2 separate regions of the Hordeum vulgare genome follow, and region 2 is linked to region 1. A link is a contact called in public Hi-C data. All regions are on one chromosome and are shown on one strand. Each heading gives the region's core, a stretch centred on a gene start, on an enhancer-like site or on the middle of the called end of the contact. The rest is flanking DNA. Distances are from core to core; before and after follow the strand shown.

The links. Hi-C and Micro-C count contacts between places; a contact is called where the count stands out from the background.
Region 2: a Hi-C map of leaf shows a contact between it and region 1, with 6 times the contacts expected there. The contact joins the promoter of LOC123426864 here to the promoter of LOC123430348 in region 1. A contact is called at or near these places in 3 of 6 Hi-C or Micro-C datasets (leaf and seedling) and 1 of 1 datasets of contacts at active chromatin or transcription factors (embryo).

What each region holds. Positions count from the first base shown.
Region 1 is chr2H:503,064,118-503,066,923 of MorexV3_pseudomolecules_assembly, reverse strand. It overlaps LOC123430348, which reads right to left and starts at 1,354. Exons shown (of 2, transcript XM_045114215.1): 1 at 972-1,354; 2 at 226-868. The coding sequence starts at 1,087. The coding sequence ends at 454.
Region 2 is chr2H:503,271,715-503,274,520 of MorexV3_pseudomolecules_assembly, reverse strand. It overlaps LOC123426864 (esterase AGAP003155), which reads right to left and starts at 1,434. Exons shown (of 6, transcript XM_045110761.1): 1 at 1,108-1,434; 2 at 763-861; 3 at 632-673; 4 at 349-478. The coding sequence starts at 1,338.

The sequences.
Region 1 (2,806 bases), core at 105-2,604:
GCCTCCCCAAATACCACCACTCACACTTGAGTTACAACGCCGCACGGCCTAATCACCTACAACCTATATGACACAGGGTAACCGTTCGCAAAACATGAATGTTGCACCAACTCATCTTGAGGCCGTCGCCCGACATAACACCGCTCACTGCCACCTCCAATCTATGCTTCACAAAGCAACCATATGCAACAGTTGTACCGGCTCATCTGGGCCGCCGTCCCGACGTAAAGTCAAACCGTCCCTTCTATATATGCACGTCAACTTGATATATAATTAAAACCGACAAGGCTTAAGATTTGTACAGCACTAGCACGGTAGTAGACTCTCTCCCCAAAAAGAGAGGAAAACCCCGTACAAGACGGGCAAACGATATTTACATGCTAGATCGACACCAATGTCGACGGTGCCTAGCTAGTTATTTGGCTACTTCCCCTTTTGATTCTATGATCCTGGCTAGCAGCTAATCACCTCTGCCAGGAGCTTGTACCTCCTCACCTTGACCCTACCCGGCCGCGCCAGCTTCCCGGCCTGCATCGGCTTCTTGTCGCCGCTGTTCCCCTTCGCTCCCGCGCCTGGCGACGGCGGCAGCGGCGGCCTCTCGTCGACCTTGGGCTTCTTGACCGGCTTACCGACCTCCGCGGGCGATCTCCTCGACCTCGTTGCAGTGGCGCATCCGGCCTCGTTGTGGTGCCGCCGCTCCTCCTCGTCGGAGGTCGACGTCTCCGTCGACGCCACCATCCTCCGCTTCTCCGCCTTCTTGCTAGCCACCGGTTGAGCGTGGGGTTGGGCGTGGGCTTCTGCGGGCTCCCTCAGGCACCAGTTGCACCTCCTGTACGCCGTGGCCCTCGGGTACAGCTCGCTGCAGTATCTACACATACACATGCATGACAAACACACGCCCAGATCAGAATCAGGTCGATCGATAGTAGGGAAAAAACTGGATCGAGCGCGCGCGCAAGGCACGTACGTACCTGTGCTGCAGGCGGACGCGGCAGAGCTTGCAGCGGAGCAGCTCGTGCGGCAGGCCGCGGTCGCCGCACATGCAGCAGACGGCGCCGGCGCCCAGCGGAGAAGGTGGCGGCTCCATGGAAGCTTATTATGATCCGCAGCGCGCGCGGCCGGTGCTAGCTTAGCTAGCTGCAGGTGGATGGGAGGGAGTGGGATGAAGTGAGACGGTCGGCCTCCGCGGTGTGCTTTATATCTACCAGTGGATATGGAGATGCTCGTAGTCGTAGCGTACGAGCCTAGGCATTAACGCGCTCACATCTTCTCTCTGGGTGTGGCGTTTATGGTTGCAGGGGCAGCTTTCGTGAGGTACGGCCGGGGTAGGGTAGGGTAGGAGAGGGAGGGAGAAGAGGTGGCCTCCTTCCTATTTATATAGGCCCAAGAAAGAGAGGGAGGGAGGGAGGGAGGGAGGGAGCGATGAATGTGAATGGCTACCGTGGACTGAGGACAAGACTTGCAGTTAAGCTTTGGTTTATTTTCGTTTTTCTGATGAGGGGAGGGGGCCCATGCGCCCGTCATCTTATATCTGTCCTGCCGTGTGATCCCGATGGCGGCCACCTCGGCTGGTTGGACACAACCAGCGACATTGACGATTCGGTGCTAGGGACAAGGACGGCTCATTGGTCTCGTCCATTGCACTGCATCATCATGCCGGATCAACATCTCCGGCCGCAGCAGCGAGAAAATAAAAAAACCCAGAGCACCTTAATCAGTTGGGAGCACTATACGTGGAAGCAGCGATCCATCGGTGCGGAATTTCTCGGCTTGCATTTCGATCAGATAGGATGACACGATGGATGCAGGATATTTTGTTCCCCGAATAAAATCCGCCCGCCCGCCAGCCGGAATATAAAACCCCTGCCTACCTAGGTACCGATACCGATTCTTTCTGGGACGAGTGCGCATAAAAACAAAGCTGGCACGCACGATCAGCTTCTTCGATCAGCTTCTTCCTCTAAAACTTTTAGAGAGAGAAGAAGCACCGCTCCGATTACCATTAGTAGAAATCGGTGTGAGGTTCAGCACATCGCTTTTTGGGCACCGAGGCAGAATTGCAGGATAACCATCTTCATCCATCCATCCACTCAATCTTCTGTGCTACCGTATAAATAAAACGCATAGGAATAAAAATCCGTGAAAGAGGCAAAGCGAAAGCAACTGACGGGGCTCGAAAACGTATGGAATCCGTCCGTGTCCTCAACGATTCCCTGCGCTAAACAAGTTTGAGTTTCCTGCATGCGCGTGCTCCTCTGATGTGCCGTACAAGAAATGACAAAAAATATAAAGGGGAGACTGACTTGAAGACCTGGACTTGGTTACTCTTACTCGTTCGGGTCTTCCTTGGGCATTAAGGGACGGGACGTTAGACATCGATGGCTATCTTTGTTAGTACCACCACCCACGTCGGCGTCGTCTTATCGTTGTCGATCGAGACAGGCGGTGTGAACTGGTTCATGGCTTGATGACTTAATCTGATTCTGATCCCGCGTCGGGAGGTGAGTGAGCTCATGATATGGATCTAGTCTAGTGCAACCACGCCTGGTCCAAGTCTACTTACGGAGGGATCCCTTTTGAAAGCGTGTAGGAGGCACGATCCCAAATAAGATTAGAGGACTGTGATTGTATGGGAACATTTCGAATTTGGAGATTCATATGAACACCACTCATCTCCACATGCAGATGCATGCACGTATTAGATGATAAAAGTTGATGTTGTCCTAGATTGTCATGTCCCTACTTTGATGTTTTAAAATGTCTTCTAGCTCAAAACTCCGTTTTCATCAACTAAATTTGCCGCTAC
Region 2 (2,806 bases), core at 185-2,684, 210 kb before region 1:
ATGCTGTTTACCATAATTAGAGATTTAGAATACATCGAGCTCTTGGAAGCTTTTCATGAGTACTGTCCCTAAATTGCATAAAGCCTTTGGAAGTTTTGTAAAAGTATGATACAAAAGAACCACACAGTTGGTGTGAGTACTTTAAGTGCATTGCCTAATCACATAATAAACACCGGAACATAACTGCACATGAGGCAGACATGCCGGCTGGAAAATAAATATGACAAGGAGACAGCCAAACGCACACACCGCCAAGGAAGCAACTGAGAAAGATACGTTAGCCAACAACCAACCACAACTAGCACGACAACTGTAAAGGAATAATCTGTGAAGAACATAATGAAGTACCAAGGAAGTGAAGCGAGGGGATTTTGATCATGTTGGCGTACGCCTTATCAGCTATCGCAGGCGAGCGGAACTTGGCGCCGCCTATGATTATGAGGTATTTGATCTTAGGAACTCTAGTCAAGGCCAATCCCTGCCAACAAAACACAGAACAATGAGCGAAATAAAGTTGCAGCTCTAGCAGCAATTCAGCATGTCTTAGGAACAACTAGTACTGAGAGTCTGAAAGAGTCGAACTGGAGTTGATGTGGTAAGGTTATCAGAATGACAGAATCCATCAGCTTACTTGTTCTTGGAGGCCCGGGAGTGCGCCAGATAGAATCGAACCCTGGTATTGCCATGACAATTTGCAATCGTTAATTGACAATTTGGTCACCACATATATGTTTAGGGAGGAAGTGATCCCAGTCTTATTACCTGGGAGAAACCCATCAGCCCATCAAAGGGCCCTTCTTTGATCATGAGCTCCTCGATGTAAGCCAGGCATTTGTCGAAATTCCTGTACTCTGTGAATCCCTGTTTTTTTGAAAGAAAAGAAATAGTCCCATGAATATAACGAGAGAGGGGAGGGATAAATTCAGATCCGCAGGGCCGACATTCTGAGGAGTTATACAAAAGCTACTAACAAAAGGTGGCACTACAGGCTCCACCGAACCTGGACGTGGGAGAGAGATTGGGAAGAACAGATAGATGTGGCAATGGGAACATGGGAGGGGAGGGGAGGGGAGGGGGGGGGGGGGGGGGGGGGGGCAGGTGGAGGACCTTGTCGAACTGGAACCACTCGTAGTAGGGCGGGTCGAAGATGCCGTCGACGTCGGACTTGCCCTCGGCGGGGAAGGGCGCGTCGGCGAAGACGAGGTCGAGGCGCGCCGTGACCTCGGCGGGCCACTTCCCCACCACCTGCTTCCGCATGATCTCGCCGCTGGTCCGGAACCCGTGCAGGCACAGGAACCGCGGCCGCCTGGCCACCACCCCGCCGGCGAGGCTGCCCATCGTCCGGCGGCTGGACCGTCGGCCTGCGCTCACGCGTCGGCTGGTGTTCCTTGTTGGTTGGAGGCCGGCGCTCGGGGAACGGGGGAAGGGAAGGCGCTGGTGGCCGTCCGTCCCGTGGCCGACGGTTTTTATTCTGTTCGCGTGGACTGGACCGCGTGGACGCTGGAGGTGGGGCCCGCTGCGCTTTGCGTTGCCGCCGGTGGCGTCGTGTGGTGGGGTTGGCGGGGCGAGTGGCGCGCGCGCGCCGCACGTCGTGCGGACGCGGGGTGAGCCGGGAGCCGTGAGCCGTGAGGCGGGTGTCTACGTCGACGGTGACGTGTCTGAGCGTGGGGGGCCCGCGGCCCGGCGAGTGGTTTGTGTCGCACGTGGACAGGAGGGCAGGGGGTCCACGCCAAGAGAAACGCATGGATTCCGCGTGATTCCAGAAGCTTAGCCTCGAGAATTTAAAATCCTGATGCAACGGGATCACGTGGATTATTGCAGGCACCACAAGTAGCGGAGGGGGCTCGTTCAACCTGTGTACATATGCAGCGGATGAATGGTACGCGCTGACAAAAAGGAAAACGGTTCCTTTCTTTATATCTAAATAGTTATAGTTAAAAAAATAAAAAATATATTTTTTCAACTACAATTATTGATGTAGAGATGAAGTATTTCTTAAGGAACGTGATCGAATGTTTTATTCTATGTGTGCTGTCGGACCTTTTTAGAGGATGTCGAGGGCTACCCTTTCCCTCTCATTGCCGTGTACTGAAAGAATCCCTTGGCAGCAGGAGCGTTATCGTCGCGTCCCTTTTTGGAGGTGTTGATTGGTACCGGCGCTTCGGAGTCTAGGAGCTTGGAGGGAGATCTCCGGTGGACGCAGCGATCGCGAGACTTCCTCGTTTTGTTGGTCGCTATTGTCGGTATTTGTTACTTTTGTATTTTCTCTTTCCTTTCTTTTAAACAAGACTATGCTCCTTTCACCCCAACACCTATCGTTGGTTGTATCGGTGTTGGTTGCTTTATAATACAAAACGGAGAACCAATTTTGACAAACATTATACTTACAATAGATAAGCTTCTTAGGAATTAAGACCTAAGGAAGACCCAAAGTTTTCCCTCGAAGTGGATCACACTGTAAGGAGCCGACATTATGTTAAAACATTAGAAAAACATTCAGAATTAAAAAAATCCAAAAAATGTCCATGCTATTAAATTATTTTTGATTTATAGAAATGTTCTTAAATTTAAACTACTTCACAAATATAATAAATATATTCATGAATTCCAAAACGTGCTCATTTGTTTTATAATTGTTCACAATTTTAAAATGTTCATGGTTTTTTAAAATCACATATCAAAAATGTTTGTCACCTCAAAAATATTGATGACATATTTATTATTATGAAAAATGTTCAAGAATAATATTTATGTTCCTGAATTTTAAAATTATACATAAATTTGAAATATTCATGAATATTTTTTA